2 separate regions of the Mus musculus genome follow, and region 2 is linked to region 1. Evidence: chromatin contacts called from public Hi-C data. All regions are on one chromosome and are shown on one strand. Each heading gives the region's core, a stretch centred on a gene start, on an enhancer-like site or on the middle of the called end of the contact. The rest is flanking DNA. Distances are from core to core; before and after follow the strand shown. Region 1 overlaps Dlg2 (discs large MAGUK scaffold protein 2). Region 2 overlaps Dlg2 (discs large MAGUK scaffold protein 2).

What was found. A called contact is a pair of places that touch in the nucleus more often than the background predicts.
Region 2: a contact with region 1 is called in a Hi-C map of the C2C12 cell line, with 3 times the contacts expected there. The contact joins two enhancer-like sites. A contact is called at or near these places in 4 of 484 Hi-C or Micro-C datasets (the C2C12 cell line, nephron progenitors, tail fibroblasts and 1 more).

The regions. Positions count from the first base shown.
Region 1 is chr7:91,588,024-91,593,945 of GRCm38.p6, forward strand. All of the region lies in intron 2 of Dlg2 (discs large MAGUK scaffold protein 2), which reads left to right. Among named protein-coding and RNA genes, the nearest start is that of Gm24552, 350 kb to the left of the region's middle. Within about 2 kb of position 3,753, at least 43 of the 459 cell types and tissues checked have an H3K27ac peak or open chromatin away from gene starts, as enhancers often do. A contact at or near this core is called in the C2C12 cell line, where this site is marked.
Region 2 is chr7:92,045,823-92,051,744 of GRCm38.p6, forward strand. The region is part of intron 11 of Dlg2 (discs large MAGUK scaffold protein 2); the gene reads left to right. Among named protein-coding and RNA genes, the nearest start is that of 4930567K12Rik, 71 kb to the right of the region's middle. Within about 2 kb of position 3,284, at least 13 of the 459 cell types and tissues checked have an H3K27ac peak or open chromatin away from gene starts, as enhancers often do. A contact at or near this core is called in the C2C12 cell line, where this site is marked.

The sequences.
Region 1 (5,922 bases), core at 2,503-5,002:
CACCATGTCTAACTGCATATTACCATGCTTCCTGCCATGACAATAATGGACTAAACCTTTGAACCTGCAAACCAGGTTTTCCTTTATAAGACTTGCCATGGTCATAGTGTCTCTTCACAGCAGTAGAAAATCTAGCTACAACATTGAGGATGGATAGAGATTTTTGTCAATGGTGTAGTCACTGGTTAGATGCACATATTACTCTTAACAACAGTAACAATAACAACCATTCAAACAAATAAAAAATAAACCCAAATTCTCATTCACACTTTGAAACAATACTAACAATGCTTAGTGTGTCAAAAAGTGATGAAATTAGAAAGGAGAAGGGGTCTAGTTGAGAATGGAAGGACATCAGTAGGATGGGAGGGAAACAAGAAAAAGTAACAGAGGGTAAATATGACTGGCATGTCTTATTTTCATATGTGACAATATACTAAAATTTATTAGAAAAAGTAATAAACATTTAAGTACACTGAAAAGACTTCTACTATTTTTGACATTTCTCCATGAAAGGAAAAACAAATGATATTTAATGAACTCATTATTCTTATGTAAGTAAAAACCTGAAGAATTTAAGTGAAATTTTAAGGTTTGGATTCTTTTCAGATATTTGTCAAACTTGTATAAATGTGAAAACACTACTGACTATGAAGGAGGGAATTTTTCTGGTCTTGCTTGTACCCATATTGTTGTTCCTCACTTGAGCCTCTACAAAAAACTTGTCCCAAGTCAATGACAAAATGGTGAATCCCAATTATTTTGTACATATTTAATAAATAGAAATCCATCTTTGAACTTTCTTGTTTTGCATTTATCATGTGTGTTTTTAATACTCTTTTTGATCCCCAATAAGTATTCTTTCTCATGAAATAAAATTGGCAATAATTTAAGATTGATTTAAATTCAAAGCTTTTGCAATTTGAACATGACTGTTCCTTGTTTCCATTTTATCTTTCAAAGTTTCCCAGACAACGGATGTTTCCTCCAGAACAATTTCACACATCTCCTTAATTTAAAATCAGTTAAATCAATGTGAAAATAACCAAAACTATTTGATACTTGTCTTTAGAGTTGAGAAGCATCTAGCCTTGTCAAGAGAAATAACATTCATCTTCATGTTTGTTGCATTATAGAAATACAGCAGGCTTTTGCAAGGAAATCAAATTCAACTCCTGAATGATCCTTTAAACACCTTGGTTTATATATGGGCTCACTTTGAATTCATGAGGCAAAGACATGCAAATAATCATCTCTTTAGGTATTTTGGTTCAAAAGGCCTAAAAATAGCCACTCCAACATTGCTGTAATTTAGCAGTGGCATTTTTGTATAGATGCTTGGTATGAATATTTGATGTCATATATACACTTTTTAAATTTCCCTTAAGTGGTTTAATCATCCTTGGATGTCACTGCATAATCTATCTGGTAATAAAGTTATGCTTTTTTGCTTTTAACTGATAATTATATGGGCTTCTCGTCTATGTAATTTTCATTCATCTTTCCTAATTAATCAATATTCTAAGAAAGAGTAATCATTAATAAAACATTGTGTGGGAAGAAAAAATAAGAAATACCATGGTAACAAAACTAGTAAATCATTAGTTTTCTCCAAAAACTAATCATCATTTTGTTCCTAACTGCCATCTATATACAAGGCACACTTTTATTGTAGGAAATGACTGCAAAATGTGATGGCTACCACCATTTATCAAGCACCATGTTGAATTCTGCCCTGAGCAGGCACCCTCTGAGTTACTGTGGACCTGATAAATGCTACATTAAAAAAAAGTCCTAGAAATAATCTATATGCATGTATACACATTACATATACACATTTCAGATAGTTGGTAGGAGTCTCAGAAATCTGTATGCACTTTCAGAATAGAAAATGAACCAATTAATCTGTCAATAACATACACAGCAGTGAAGAGCTCACCATTAGACAATGTTAGATGGGAAACAGGAAGGCACCAAAGGAGGCCAGTTGGGCTGGAAGAACAACCTAGGACTGAGGCACTGGGATACATTACAAAATGGGATATGCTTCTGTGTTGTAGAATATATGAAATACAAGCTAATGATTAAGTTTAATTCTATTACAGAAAATTAATTCAAAAATATTCATATATATGTGAAATAAGTAGGTTTGTATTAGTCATGAATTAAGAGGTGATTCTGTGATAACCACAGACTCTCGTGAGAATAGCATAGTGACAATATCTTTCTCCACTGTCAGATATAGTAGGGTTAGGAGTTCTTCATCTTGTAGTTCTGCCATCTGGAACATATAATTTGCATGGTGCTCTGGCAGGTTGAAATTATGCTAGAGATCTGTAGAGCTGCTCTGGATTCATATATATTGATACAATACCCATCTTACCTGCTACCAGTCAAATATTCCTATCCTAAATACACATAAAGTTGTGAATGTGGGCAGACACATGCATTCAGTAGACAATAACACATTAGGGCTAACTGGAAGGATAAACAATTAGAAATAACACTGGCACTCATAAATAGAGACGTTTGTAAACTAGACTGCATTCATATGGGAAAGTGACATACAAACACAAAAATTTTGTTGACCTGGGATGATCTTAGAGATATTTAATGAGCTATTAATGAAAAACCTGAAATGGGTGAAGACATGAAACTATGCTGTCCTTTATATAGAACAGCAAGTTAATGACACTTATTTTGTCTTTTCACAGTGACAAGCATGGTGCTAGCTTACATACTAACCTGTTTACTTTCTCATGATTTACCAGTGACACTGCAGTTCATTTGTATTCTGAAAGTCCTTAATGGAGGCAAACAAAAACTTAAAGCTGATTATTTCTCTCAAATTGTTTCCCCTCAGAAGCCCAACTGAAATTTAGCATGGGATTTTCTATATCCCATAGACCCTCCTCCTAGCTTTTAGAACCTCCTCCTAGCTGCCTGGATGGCAGTCTTCTGCTGGCTGCTTTCTGATCAAGATGCAGAACTCTCAGCTCCTTCTCCAGCACTATGTATGCCTGGAGGTACCTGGACACTGCCATGCTTTCTGCCATAATGATAGTGGACTGAACCTATGAAACTGTAATTCAGCCCCGATGAAATGTTCTCCTTTCTATGGGTTGCCTTGGTCATTGTGTCTCTTTGCTCTGAGTGCAATAGATTGGCAGCCATGCTCGGTACAGAAGTCAACTTCTCACCCCATTCTTCATCCCTTCTTATAATTATTAAGTTATTTCTGAATCTTCTTTTGTGATAGTCCCCAAGCCTCGAAGTCCTCTCTAAGCTGGATGATTCAGCTGGCTTTTCTCAGCTTCTCACTGAATTTCTCTGCTGAGCCATAAACTAACTATGGCAATTTGTTCGAATCTTCTGGCTCCTTATTCGCTGGATTCAACTGCCTCTGCTGACCTGCACTAAACTGCATGAACTCAGAAACTCAACTCCAGTGCACTCACTGCGCTGACTCACCACTGACTCATTCTCCCTGTACTATCCTGCTCTTAAATAGCTTTTCTTTCCTGTGCTGTTGTCCTGAGAGTTGGGGGTATCCTATCTCTGACCATTTTGTCAAATCATGTTCTGATTTGTAATTTTGTGTGCTCCTCAATTAGATGTCACTTTCACACATGGCTGCTTCCTTCTATAAACTAATTTTACCTTCATTGTTTGCAATTAAACATGTGTACTAAGGGTGTGTCTGTAGTCCTTCCAGGCAGAGGGATTAAAATTGTGTATTCCAGCCAGAGGGATTAAAGGATGTGTGGCAAACCTGTATTCCAGCCAAATCACACAGACCGACTGAGGTCTTTGGATGTGATCCCTTGTCAGTTTCTGGAATAAAATTCCTCCACACACTGCTACTCTGTGGGCATAAACAGCTATTTAGAAAATAATTTGACAGAGATATCATGTCCATTTAGCAAAACAATAACAGAAGCTTTTGTGCTAAGATATGATCTTCCCACATCAGGCTTTGACTATGTTTGCAATTCTAGACAAAAATTCCCTCCTGTGGAGCTAACCTCAACTAGAATCTGAAAGCACTTTGTTATCCTCCTAATGAACTTGCCAGTTCTTCTCCACTGGGCTCATTTCCCTGGCCAGCCAATATTGTTATACTCAGGCTTTATAGCCAAGTAAACCTGTTACGAGCTCTCCCTCAGCACTCTGAAGAATTCCTTCTGGCAGGACGCTATGAGGGGAAGCCACCCAGGAGGATGTGTCCAACCCAGGTCCAAGTTGATTTTTGTCTTCATGTTCTATGGCCACGGAATGTGGCATGCTCAGCAAGTGTTAGAAGGTTCTTTTGAATCCCATTCCCAGTCACATTAGCTGGTGGAGATGGTCCTGGGGCTAAGCCTTTGCAGGAAAACAATAATGCAGATTAGGTGTTCCTTTATAAAGCCTGTGAGAAGTAACAGATGAGTGTATTTAGGAAATCTGGAAGTTGAAGTACAAGTTTTTTCTTCAATTTAAAATTATTAGTGTGTTTTGTGGTTGCTTTCTATAGCACATATGGAGGTCAAAGGATATCTTTCCTTATGTGATTCTTTCCTTCCACCATGGGTTACAGGGTGTCAAGTTTGCATAGGAAATGGTTTATTCACTGAACCATCTTGTCAGGCCCACTAAACTTCATTCTTTGACAGAAGCAGGAAAATGTAGCCAACTAAATATATGTGGGGGAAAGATGGACTCACTGAGAGTCTAAAGGTATCATCTGGAATTTCTAGATAGCATAGAAACATATAAGAAGTATGGATTCTTGTGATGTAATAGCATTATACTAAGCACGTTGTACTTATTTATTTATGGAATATATATATATACATATATATATATATATATACATATATATGCATATAACAACAATTAATAAAATAAGAGGCCATGAATTTGAGAGAGACCAAGGAATAGTATGTGAGTAGGGGGTTAGAAGGAGGAAAAGAAAGGGGATATGGTGTAACTACATTTTAATCTCAAAGAATAAAAATATTTTTAAAAGAATATTTATGATGTCTATTCAAAAAGTTTCTTTAAAAGCAATGGTGAAGTTTCTTCATATTTCTTCTCCTAATTGCATAGTCTCATTTTTTTCCCTACCTTTATTTTCCTATATTACTACATGCTTGTCTTTGGAGAGGTTTCCTTGCCTTTGTTATCTTCTGCAGAGGACAGGTTATTCTAAACCATTGCATTCCAGGAACAGGTGACTCAATCCAATCTATAATATTCACATACATTCACATTTTAAGTAAATGTGTCATTTAGCATGTAACTTCCCTATAAATTAAAAAGAAATAGCTACCCTTTTTGCACCAATTACCTCCAGAAAATTCCCCTCCTATTCATTGTCTTTCTGTTATGCAAACTTAACAAAAATAGAGAAATGAAGAGTGGAAAGTATTTTTTGTTACTGCCTTTCCTTTAAATATTCCCACTCTAAGTAAATTTCAAATGTAAAAGATGTATTTTTGATATGGTTGATGCTTTGGGATTTGCAGGTTTTAAGGACTTATTTTAGTATGCCTGATACAGTGTGTAGTTTCTTAGTATTGATGGTATACGCATTAAATTATAGTTATACTAATTGCTATGCAGGGCTATCGCTGATGTGATTTTTTGCCTGAATTGGATGAACTGAATATATGTTTACCAGCAAGCTTGCTTCTCACAAATGCACTCCTGATGCAGCATTAGACCATAGCAGACAGAAAAGTATATCAGAGTGGATCACTAAGCAAGTAGAGTGTGAAAATGAGCTATGTTTTTTGTTTGTTTGTTTTTTTCCATGAGTTACAGCTATTTCTTGGTGAGTTAGAAGCTCTGAATATTGGAGGCTAAATCTCCAAAATAGGATTAAATGGAGATGTATAAAAAAGTGCACTAGCTTTAAGCAAGTGTGGAAATCATAAACCT
Region 2 (5,922 bases), core at 2,034-4,533, 460 kb after region 1:
TTATATGACCCCTAGAAGGGTCATACCCACAGGTTACGAACTGACATTTTGGAAGTGATCATTTTGCTTCTAGACTTTGAAATCTATTCCTATGAGCCTGAATTTTGGGAGCCCATTGCTCTTCATGTCTAGGAATATGTAGCCCTCTGAGGCAGGTAGCTTCAGGCATCCTTGCCGATGTACTAGGAGAGTAGTCTGCAACAGTTCCAGATTCTGATTCAACTTCCTCCAGTACACTGCTCAGCCCTTACCCCATAAAGCAATGGCAGTAGTGAGTGAAGGGGGCTAATCTGCTGACATATGCATCAAGGTACAGAGGTATTCTTTCAGATTTGAAGAAGAAGCCTTGTTCAAGTTGTTACTTACTAAGATCAGTGGTTAGAAATTGCAGCCACTGTTTACCAGAGAAAGTGCAGGCCTGCAACCCATAACTATAATTCCAGCTCTCAGAGGCTAAAGCAGGAGTTCTAGCACAGCTATACAGTAGTATGTTATCTTAAAAGAGAGAGAGAGAGAGAGAGAGAGAGAGAGAGAGAGAGGAGGGGAAAAGGGGGAAGGAGGGATGGAGGAAAATAAATAGGAGTGGAAGGAGGGAGGGGGAAGGGAGGAGAGGGAAGGAAGAGGGAAGAATGGGGGAAAAGGTTAGAAATAAGTTTAGCAATTTCTTAAAAACAGAGAGGCACATGGAGATTTCTGTATATCCCTACAATGTTTAAATGCTACCTATAGCTGAAAATCACATATAGGCATAACTTCTTTATTTTAACACTTTGTTTTTAATAGTGAATATGCATATGTGTCTGCATATAAGCGCAGGTACCCATGAAGACCAGAGGCAGAGGATACCTCTGGAACTGGGAACTGGAGCTACAGGTGGTTGTGGCTGACTCAATTGGGTGCTAGGAATGGCATGCAGTCCCTTGCACGAGTAGTATATGTATGCTCTTAACCAATGAGAGACACCGCCTTTTGCCTCCTGCCTGTTTACGTCATTATCCAGCCACATGAAGAATGTTTTTACAGAACAGATAAAAAACTAAATTAAGGGAACTAACAGCAGATAATAATAATGTTTTCAATGTTTTTCAAAGACATTGAATCCCTGTCACCACCACCATTACCCCCACCAAAATAAAATCATCTCCAATATGAACAGACCTGCCTCTGGAGTTAAAAAGCTTCAGGGTGGGATTTCTAGCCTTATCCCTGCCAAGGATCCTAAACTGAAAGGACTCACCCGGGAGTGGGGGAACTCTGAATCTTCAGAGATTAAACTTAAATCCCTCATTAGGAGCAGTAGAGAATGTCACCCTGGCACCACCTCTGCCTCCAGTCACATTTCCTTGCCATTTCTTTTCTTGTTTCCTGATTCCTGTTTCCACCTCTGCTCTTACAGAGGCCTCAGCTCGTTTGCCTGCTTTCTGTTGGGCTTTTTTTTTCCCCCCCTATTTCCTTAACCAAAGAAACATTCTTTCCTGGGCCCTGTAATCTTTCCTTCCGTGTACAGAGCTGACAATACAAAAGGTGTCAGGAAACTTTATGGAGCGCCCAGAATTTATCAATGCTAAAAAGTGCTGTGACTGCAGAGAGGAGGTATTTAAGAACTTCCCAAGCTCAGATGCTAAAGCTCTCAGAGGGCCTGGATTTCTATTGCCATCTGCTGTTGAAATAGCAACTGTGAACAAATAAACAAATCTTTTTGTAAGTTTTATTACAACTTGGCTAATGTGGAGGCCATTTAAACAAGGTGTAGAAATCAATATGATTTTGGAGGTTTTTGAGGTCAAAAACTAAATTTCATAAGAGGGTAATACCAATAGAATTAATTCCTAATTTGATTTGTTCCCCTGAAAAGGTACTAAATTAGAAAGAAAGAAAAAAAAACTTTTACCCTATCGGCTTGTGTTTTATCCAGTGGTACCAAGAATAAAGCAGAGGCCTTAGGTCAGAAATGTGGTTATTAGGAGCTGCTGGGCTGTGGGCTCAGTGGCCTCCCACTCTGACAGAGTCTCTGAGTTCATCAGTGGCTGTCTGTCAAGAAGGCATGTCACAGAATCCACAGGAGAATTTGGCTGAAAACATTATTTTCTTAGAAGTAGTTCTTATTTTCTGTGCATAATCTGAACTAATGTGATTACTTATTACCAGTAGGCATATCTTCTTGGGAGTAATTTTTATTTTTAATAAATTGGTTTAATAAAGACCTCAAAGTAAATTATAAATTAATTTTCTCCTCATTATTATGCAATTAGGAAAACCCAAAACAGTGAGCTTTAGAACATTCAACTGGAAAATTACCACTCTTAATCAATACCCAGTAAACAAGTAATAATAGAGTCACATATGACACTGATTGAAACAGCACTGGAGAGCTGATTATATACCAAGGAGTCGAAGAGGAATACAAAAAGTCTCAGCTTCAAGTTTACTAGCCAGATACAGATACCCTTATTCTATGGCAGGATTTAATTACTCAAACTGTGACAGTTATCAGTCTCAAGCCTCCTAATGTTTTCACAGCACCAACCTGTTCTTTAGATTCATACCCCATTCCTCTATAAATGCTGTCATTTTTAATAGCATCTTTGCAGAATTAAGGAGGCTCTTATAGACTTTTGTCTGTTTATGATGCTGCAAGTGAATAAATTCAGTTGGAAATAGAATGCTTAGGAAGAAAGAAAGAAAGAAAGAAAGAAAGAAAGAAAGAAAGAAAGAAAGAAAGAAAGAAAGAAAGAAAGAAAGGAAAGAAAGAAAGAAAGAAAGAAAGAAAGAGAATGAAAGAAAGAACAAGAAAGAAAGAAAGAGAGAGAGAGAGAGAAAGAAAGAAAGAAAGAAAGAAAGGAAGGAAGGAAGGAAGGAAGGAAGGAAGGAAGGAAGGAAGGAAGGAAGGAAGAAAATCAGTTCTGTATTCATTCTACTACAGAAAAGGAAATATTGATCAATCACACAAACCAATGTAAACCTATTACTGTGCTAAGCTCTATAAAAGGGGAAGGAAGGACTGTGATGCCCTGAGAATCTATACCAATAGCAGAGAATCTGACCTCATAAGGAGTTCAAGGCTTTCATGAGAACAAGAAGATAGGCAACAACTAGACAAAGAGAAAGCACTGTTATTAGTTGCTGGACACTGGATTGCACATTGCTTAGCTGAAAACAATCTAGAGTGATGTTGATTAGTAGAAGTTGCAATTTAGAAATGTAACATAAGGAAGCTGACTCATGCTGGATCTGCTGTCTTCTCCAGAAATGCAGTCTGATTCAGACTCCTGGTTGCTCATCAGGATAGTGTGCTGCAAAGACATAATTTTCTCACTCCTGTCTCTGATTAGTTCTGCTGTTCTGCTCATTGCTTGGCCTGATGCCTTTCCTGTTTATCTACCTGTGTGCTGGAGCTGACATCCTTCCTGCCACCGCTGCTTCCTACCCATCTCTGTCATCTTTCTCTATCCTCAGTCTCCTGGTCTCTCAATGAACTTTCTTCATTTATTTTACTTACTATTTTTATTCACTTTTCCAAACGAAAGAGAATTTATGTGGCTACCATTTGTCAGCCTGAACTCAATTGTTCATCCTGAGACATCCATCTTTATATATCCAAACTAAATCTGGTGTTTTTCTCTGCATATATTGTTCATCCCTCAGAGACTCTCAAATTCCATTAGGACTTTTGTTTACTTCCTTCTCCTGGCCAATTATAAGATAGCACATCCATATCCTCTGACACAGGCCAGATGCTGCTCAGCTATCAAAGAGAAAGCCAGCGGTCTTTCTCTTCACTTAATCTCTCTGATGATCTTCAGGACTGGCAGATGATTCCTCCACCAAAGTGTATTCTCGCACTGATAGTCATCAATATTTACTATGTCTCATGTCTGATTAAATCTCTTGCTTATACTATAGTCTTACTACTCAAAGAAAATTATGCAGGAGATAACCATCCAGTAAGTCATTGATTGATTATCACTTAATTCATCAATTCAACAAAACATGTGTGGAATGTCTATCATGTTTCTGACATTCAGCTAAAGACTTTGAGAAGATCACTATGGAAATAACATCCAATTCCTACTCCTGAGTAGTTTGCAATCTAATGAGGGTAACAATGTAACCATGGATTATACCCAATGACATGTATCTCTGTAATTTCAAGAATAAAGGCAGAGAAGCTGATTTGAAGAAAACTTGTAGCATGGTCCAGGCACAGTTCTGATGACCATGTGACAGGAGGCATAACCATGTAAAAATACCTTTTTCAAACCTTCTTCAAACGTGGACGTTCTGTCCTCATAGTGGGCGCTGTCAAGAGCTGAACCATTTTATTTCTAGGCATAAACTTGAAAAATTCTCACGGAGCTATAGGGGGAAAAAAAAACCACACTTTGCAAAGCCTACTAAATTTTGCAAAGTATAATCCCTTGTTGAAGGAAGGTTATGAACATTGGTAGGAAATTGCATTTTGATATCATTGTTCCTTATTAATAAAATGTGCAAGCATTCATCTTGTGCTCATTATGCTTCTTGTTGCTGTGAACAATGCTTGAAAAGAAGTAACTTAAAGAAAGGAGACATTTCTCGACTTACAATCTGATGGGATCATTCCATCATGGAAAGGGCGATGTAGAACCAAAATCCAGAGGCCTTCTTGTCACAGCACATCAATAGTAAGGATGCAGAGACAGGTTAGTGAGTGAGATCAACTGATTAGTTTTTCTTACACATCCTGAGACACAAGCCCATGAAATGGTGCTGCCTGTAGTCGGTGTAGGTCTTCTCACCTAGGTTAACCTAACTGAGATAAGTCTTCACAGATGTGTCCAGTATCTGGTCTCCTAGGTATCACTCAATGTTAATCATCACATCTCCCATTCTAGTACCTTCCCTGCATATTTAGGGCCCATGATCCTCAAGTCTGTATCCATAGTAAACAAGACAAGTGTAAGTTTAAGAACAAAGCAACATGATTTATCTGTTCTTTTGGTTCCAACAATGACAAGCCATATAACCTGGAACTTCTATTGAGCCTGTTTCTTTTATCTGTAAATTAGCCATTAATGTCTCCTTCATATACTTAAAGTGTTTTAAATGTATTTTTAAATGTATAAAAATATTTTCAAAATTTAATGTTAAGTGTGTGTGTGTGTGTGTGTGTGAACATGTGCCTGACTGTACACATGCCCTGAAGGCCAGAAGAGGCCACCCAATCCCCTAGAACTAGAGTTAAGGTAGCTGTGAGCCGCCCAATATATGTGTTGGGAGTTAAACTCCAGATGTCTGGAAGAACAAGTTCTCTTAACAACTAAACCATAACTACATCCCCTTATGCTAGCTCTTAATAAGCCAAGAAGTAGTTCCCTGGCTTGTGTTTCTCCTGATATCTCATCTATCCCTTTTCTTTGTAATGAACTAGAAGCCCCTCCCTCACTACCCTCCATATAAGAAATCTGTTAAACAAACAAATCCAGAGAGATGGTCAGAAGAAGAGTGGAAACAAAGTAGAGCATGCATGTGTACACACACACACACACACAAGACTATATCCCATTTAAAGTGTTCAACTGCCCTTCTACACTCACAGAAACCAATTTCCTATTGGTAGAGTTTCAGAAATGGTAGTCAATATAAGTTTCAAATATCTGAGGATCTTCTCTTATTACACATAACAAAGTAAGTTTGCAGTCAAAGCATATGCAGACAAAGTCACATTCATGAGTGCATTCTCTCCACATGCTTGGAGATAACATTTAAAAATTTACGGGAAACTTTTGTAAACTTAGCACCAAGACTTCTTGTTGGCTCCATATATATAGCTGATCAAAACTATCATCCAATTTAAAGTTTAATGGTTTCTCCTTATTTTGTGCACCTATCTCCTCTAGATCAGTCATTCTCAACCCATGAGTCATAACCTTTTTAGGGTCA